2 separate regions of the Sus scrofa genome follow, and region 2 is linked to region 1. Evidence: chromatin contacts called from public promoter capture Hi-C data. All regions are on one chromosome and are shown on one strand. Each heading gives the region's core, a stretch centred on a gene start, on an enhancer-like site or on the middle of the called end of the contact. The rest is flanking DNA. Distances are from core to core; before and after follow the strand shown. Region 1 holds the start of SDHB (succinate dehydrogenase complex iron sulfur subunit B). Region 2 holds the start of RCC2 (protein RCC2).

The links. Promoter capture Hi-C pulls out the DNA fragments that hold promoters and counts their contacts.
Region 2: a contact with region 1 is called in a promoter capture Hi-C map of liver, with 4 times the contacts expected there. The contact joins the promoter of RCC2 here to the promoter of SDHB in region 1. A contact is called at or near these places in 1 of 5 promoter capture datasets (liver), 1 of 47 Hi-C or Micro-C datasets (liver) and 1 of 2 datasets of contacts at active chromatin or transcription factors (alveolar macrophages).

The regions. Positions count from the first base shown.
Region 1 is chr6:75,676,521-75,679,781 of Sscrofa11.1, reverse strand. It overlaps SDHB (succinate dehydrogenase complex iron sulfur subunit B), which reads left to right and starts at 1,671. Exons shown (of 8, transcript NM_001104953.1): 1 at 1,671-1,742. The coding sequence starts at 1,671.
Region 2 is chr6:76,012,485-76,015,745 of Sscrofa11.1, reverse strand. RCC2 (protein RCC2) reads left to right here and starts at 1,546. Exons shown (of 13, transcript XM_021095430.1): 1 at 1,546-1,656; 2 at 2,802-3,087. The coding sequence starts at 2,809.

The sequences.
Region 1 (3,261 bases), core at 422-2,921:
GTCTAATTGGAGCTGTAGCCAGCCTACGCCAGAGCCACAGCAACACAGGATCCCAGCCACGTCTGTGACCTACACCACAGCTCACGGCAACACCAGATCCCAGGCCCACCGAGCAAGGCCAGGGATGGAACCTGCAACCTCATGGCTCCTAGTCGGATTCGTTAACCACTGCACCACGACGGGAACTCCTAACCTCAATTCTTTTAAAAGGTGACTTTTATATGTCGAAAACAAGTGGGCAGGAATTCCCTCCGTGGCTCATGGGGATTGGCAGCATCTCTGGAGTCCTGGGACACAGGTTCAATCCCCAGCCCGGCACAGTGGGTTAAGGATCCAGCACTGCTGCAGCGTAGGTCACGTCTGTGGCTCAAATCTGATCCTTGGCCAGGGATGCTATGGGGAGGCCTAAAAAACAAAAACAAAAACAAAACAAAAGCAAGTGGGCCAAGAAGGGAAAACATCATCCTGGGAGATACAGGGAACTGCAAAGTTAGCTAACTACATAAACTGCCAGAGCTGACTGAAGAGACTGAGACAGGAAGGACAAAAGCCACACCTGCCCAGGTAATTGAGTTCCCAGAGTGAGGTGGGCTCTGAGATAACCCATGCAGAGGTCTGGATAAAGCAGCTGATATGACTGAAATAGAAAGTTAAGGAGCTTCTGTCATGGCTCAGTAGTTAACAAATCCAATAAGGAACCATGAGGTTGTGGGTTCGATCCCTGGCCTTGCTCAGTAGGTTGAAGATCCCGCGTTGCCGTGAGCTGTGGTGTAGGTTGCAGATGCGGCTCAGACCCCTAGCTTGGGAACCTCCACATGCCGCGGGTGCGGCCCTAAAACAGGCAAAGTCAAAAAAGAAAAAAAAGAAAGAAGAAAAGTTAAAATACGCACACCTCTTTCATAAAAAGACTGCTTTGAGTATTAAGATGAATCATAATGCTTGGCACATAGTAGGTGTTCAAGAAATGGTTTCTAACGCTAACTGACTGATTGAGCCATCCTGGGTTCCCTTCTCGCTCCTCTTTTACAGAACAGAACTTACCGTATTACAATTGTCTGGTAAGTTTGGTGAGGGCGGCACCGGTGCCCGGCTTGCTCACGCACTGTAGTACCCAGCACCTGGCACATAGTGGTGCTCCATACGTATTTTTGAATGAATGACACCTTTGCCCTTGATCGTTGAAGTCCCCTCGGACTCCAACATTCCTGATTTGCCCCGGACTGAGGGGTTTCTTGGGAGGCAGCAGTGCTGAAACCCGGTCAGTCTCGGGCAAACCGCAGTTGAGTGACATGATAGATAAATTTTCAGGAAGAAAGGGGTTAAAAATCGGGAGAGGACGAAGATCGAATGGCTCCGCCCACTTAGGCTGTAGCCCCACCCCTTACCACGGCCCTCCCTCCCTGGCTCCGCCCCTTCCTCTGGGAAGGTCACCTTCGAACGCGGGAGACTAAGTGGGCATGCGTCCGGCCCACGGCAACTACGCCCGTTCTTGCAGGCTTTCTCCGCCTTCCCTCCACCCACTCGGGAAACCGGAAGCCACCTCCCACTCGGTGGTTCTGAGCAGCTAGCGGGTCCTCGGTGGACGCTGGCTCGGCGCCGCGGTGCTCGGTGGGACAGCGGCGGAGAGTGCCCTCGGGGTGAAGGGGTGGGGCTCGACGTCAGAAACCAAAATGGCGGCGGTGGTCGCGGTCTCCTTGAAACGCTGGTTCCCGGCCACAACCCTTGGCGGAGCCTGCCTGCAGGTGAGCACCCGCCCCGGGCGGAGGGGGCGAGCCAGGCATGAAGGTCACGGAGACGGCTTGCAGTGGGGAGGGCAGCGGAAGGGCTGAGGGAGCACAGGGCCAGGCCTCGAGGAGGACAACCCGCTCCCACCCGCGCAGTGCTCTAACTCTGGTCGGGAGCGTTCCTGCCGGTTATCTTTCTGCACCTTTCTGCAGCCCGTGAATTGGTCAGGGCGGAGAGGGTTTTTTAGACACAAGAAAGAGAAGTTCGGAGAGGGAACTGGAATTGCCCAAGGTCACATGGCGAGCGAGTGTCTGTTGGGAAGCATAATTCGAATCCGACCATTTGGCCTCCGAGCCCTTTTTCTGACTCCTTTGGGAAAGACAGACCTGCCGGAGCGCTAAGGATAAAACTGGGAGGCGAGGTCACTCCTCCAGGGTGCTCAGTAAAGAGGGAAAGGGCGGGTGAATTGTTGGGGCCAAGGGAACAGAAAAATGGAAGGTAATCCGCTTGATGCCCTGAGGATATGAGTCTTCGTAAAGCAGAGTCATCCGCTCTGAATCTCTACCTGTAAAGGGCGTACCGACCTTATCGAGCTTGGCACTGCTCTTATTTACGTTCTTCAGGGTGCATCCCTTGAGTTGTCAGGAAGCTACACACTTGTGATCTGCATTCAAAATGGGAGGAAGGGAAATTGCCATCGCAATTTGTGTATGTAAATCCCTTTCAAATCTTTTTCGTCCTTTGGGCTCCTGAAAAAACCCTGTAAGATGGACAAGCAGGAATTCTTACCTCCATTTTAGAGTTTGGAAAACTGAGGCCTCAGAAAGTGGTGTTTTGGGTTTTTTTGTGTTTGTTTTTTTACTTGTTCAAAATATCACAGCCAAGAATGGGTTGATCCAGGACCAGACCCCAGTGTTTTGATCTTTGTATGTGAAAAACTCCTAGCATAGATCTGCCCACAATAGAGGTACAAGAATTATGAATTCCCCTCCTCTTCCTGCACCTCCATGAGAACATATTCGCTGGCATATGGCCAGTCTTCTAACACCAGCTCTTTGCAATATGCTCTATGTGAACTCAGACAGGTCATCTCGCAGCCTTCTGAGAAGTAGGGCTGGGGATGAAAACTGCCTACCAGCATCTTAAGCTGAGCGTTAAATTGGTGATTGATAATGACCTTGTTTACAGCTCTTTTATACTTGCTGAGCAAGCAGTTAGGTTGTGAGAGTCCCACCAATGAGAGTGCATTCTGAAGCTCAGGTCCCTCCTCCAAGAATGAATTACAGAGAAAGTTGGTTTCATAGGTCAGTGTTGTAATTCCAGGTGAAGCCACTGTAGGGCCTCCTGAGGGCAAAGAAAATAAATTACACTCACACCCCCGTGTAGGAAAATATATTCACATCCATAAATAGTGACATCATCATAATCCACCTGAATAGAATCCGTAATGAGCTTGGTGTACTACTTTCGGGTATACTCTGGTTCCTAAGAGTCTAGGACACAGTGGGAGATCTCTTCTGAATTCCTCATGCTTTT
Region 2 (3,261 bases), core at 297-2,796, 340 kb before region 1:
CTTGCCATGACAGCCCTACATAGGTCTTTCTTTGCAAAGCTTAGGTAGGGGAGAAAAAAAGCTTCCCCCCTCCACGTTCTCTCTTGGCTCAGCCGGTTAAGGATGTGGCATTGTCACTGCTGTGGCTCTGGTTACAGCTATAGCACATAGCACCAGTTCAATCCCTGGCTGGGAAACTTCCATATGGCACGGAAGTGGCAAAAAACCCCCCAAAAAACAAAAAACCAAACTTTACCTCAAGCCTCTTTTCTGGCTGTGTTTGAAAGTTATGCTGACAATGACTTTTTTTTTTTTGGCCACACCCACAGCAATAAGTTTCTGGGGCCAGGGATCAAGCCCGCACCACAGCAGTGATACCAGGTCCTTAACCCACTAGGCCACCAGGGAACTCCTTAAACAGATTAACAGGAGCAAAGCATACACATTTATTTTAACCTAAGCTTTACAAGACAAAGGCAACTTCATAAGGAAATGAAGACCCAAAGAAAGAGATCTGTGTATTTGTCTGCTAGGTCTGATAAAAGAGTGGACAGTCTAGCTGACTCGGAGAGGTTAAGGAGCTTGAGGTGAATTGTAATAGACTGGAGGAAACGTAGCAAGGCTTGTTTATCAGGATTCTTCCTGGTGTTCCTTTGTCTTCAAAGATAAAGGTGTTTCTGTCCTCCTGGTATGGGGAGGGCACCTCTCACCTGAGGGTTTTAGGACTGGTTTGGGGAAGAAGGGTGGGGGGAGGGGGAGGTTAGAGTGTCCTTCCTGCTCCTGCGGGTTTTGCCAGCACTCTTTCAGTTGAAAATATTCAATATGCCAAGGTGGCGTACTTTGGGGTAGGATGTCTTGAACCCCATCACTTACCACACTTGGAATTACTTGTTTAATTATCTCCCTTTCCCATTAGACTGTGCATGCCACTAGGACAGAAATCTTATTCTCAAGCTTTGTGTCCCCAGACCTAGCACTGTGTACCTTGCATGTACTGAGGGCTCAGTAAATATGTGTCCAAAAATGAAGAATTTCCATCAAGACTAGCCTCCTGTGCCTCCCTGGCCTCCAAATTAATTACTAATAATTCACTAACATATGTAACTCTATACCATGTAACAGAACCTTGCTACATACTGGGACACATCCATAGCCAAATAAAATACAGCTTTTCTCTGCACAGGAGAAAATTATTCAAATTGCATTCATCTTTCACTCCAATCACTCAATCAGGGCACGTCCCTTGTTGGCGGCTTTAGTGAGCAAAGTAACTATTTTCCAGCGACTGTCCTCAGGTGACCTGTCTAGACACGTCCGGGGAAAAACAATCTAACATTCTCCTAACCCCAAAGAAATCTCTGACGCGCAGGACGCGCTGCGTAGAAGGCCCAAGGCGAGCTGGGCCGCCTGCGAAATGCCTGCGAAACGCGCAGGACCGGGGAGTGAAGTCTGGCGGCGTGGCGCCCGGCGCAGGCTCCGGTGGGCCGGGCTGCCCCGCGGGCGCGGGCGGGGGCCGGGCCGCCGCGGGGTCCGCCCGCCAGCAGGGGGCGCGCGCGCCCCGGGCCCCGCGCCGCCCGCCCCGCCGCGCGCTCGCTTGCCTCCCGGCCGCACATGTGTTTCTGTTTTGTGTTGTAGCATTTGTTCTGGAAGCTCGTATTTACATTTTAAGTGTATCTGGTGAGTGGGCTGGAGCCCTCGTCTGGGCTGGGGGGGAAAAAAAGCCGTTTGGTTCGTCTTTTAGCCGCTCTTTCTTTTTCTCTCCGGTTTCGCATCACTCCAACCAGGTAGGAGCTGAAAATGAAAATCCACAATGATCAGTTTGCGGGGTCTGGGAAAGTTTTTTTTTTTCCCCTTTTTTTTTTCTTAAGAGGGGAAAGGTAGGAGGAAAAAAACTGGGGAAGGGGGGTTGGGAGGAATTGAATGAATAAAAAGGGGAAGGAAGGCGGACCCACGTGGTTTAATCGGAGACAGACAGAGATCCCATTGTTCAAAATCAATTAAAAAAAAAAGAAAAGCAGACAGGGCGAAGACGCAGGGACGCTGGGGGAAAGTAGCGGTGGAGCGGGGCACTTTGCAGCCGGAATCGCAGGGACCCGCTGAGCTGCACGCTCCGGGAGGGGCCGGGAGAGAGTTGGGCACCATTAAAGTTTAATTTTTGTGTCTGTGCGAGCAGGTGTTTTGGGCTGGGGGCCCGCTTTATTCGCGCCACCTCCCCACTGACCCGCGGGGGGCAGCCCACCCGGAGGGATTCGGCTAATTAGAGCCCTAGGTCGGAACCCCCAGTCTGAGGCGGAATTGGGGGCTCACGCGGGGGTTCGATAGAATTGCATTTGAGTGGGCTTGGGGGGGGGTGCGGAGACAAAAGCAGCAGGTGGGGCAACCGGGGAGGGGGGAGTTCCTTCACCACCCGAGGAGCCAAAAGGGGATCTTTGAAGTGTCCCGAAGCCTCCTCTAATTAAAACCCAGGAGATCAGAGACTCCCTCTTGCTTTCCCTTCACTTTTTTGGGAACCTGGCTGCAACTGTGATGCGATGTAGGCAAACATAACTTGAGGATGGGCCGGGGGCTCTCCATTTTTTTTCTTTCCTTGAGCGGATTGCAGTCGGGGACCTGGGCTCCCGTGCGGGATTCCCCAGAGGAGGCGCGCCGGGGCCCGGGAGGGGTGCGATTTCCTCCCGGCTCGCCCCCTCTCCGCCCACCCCGCGGCCGCCACTTTGGGGAGGGCAGGGGAGGAAGTGGAGGCCGGTGGCTCGGCTGGCTCCCCTCCCCCCGCGCAGTTTATAACCCGTCCATTGTGCGCCGCTGCCCCGTGTCTCCTCCAGCGCGACCATGCCCAGGAAGAAGGCGGCGGCGGCCTGGGAGGAGCCGAGCTCGGGCAACGGCACGGCCCGCGCCGGGCCCAGGAAGCGCGGCGGCCCGGCCGGCAGGAAGCGCGAGCGGCCCGAGCGCTGCAGTAGCAGCAGCGGCGGCGGTAGTAGCGGCGACGAAGATGGCCTGGAGCTCGACGGGGCCCCCGGTGGGGGCAAGCGCGCCGCGCGGCCGGCGACGACCAAGGCGGGCGGCGCGGCAGTGGTTATCACCGAGCCGGAGCACACCAAGGAGCGCGTGGTGAGTGCGGGGCCGGGGGCGGGGGTTGGGGGAGGCGAGGGCCGCGGCGCGTCACCGCGCGCGTCCTGACCGGGGGCGGCGGGCCCCGCGCAGGCCGCGGGCTGAATCATCGCCGCCGCCGCCGCACAACAAAAGGGCGCGGGGCAGGCGCGGGCCGGGGCCTACCCGACCCCC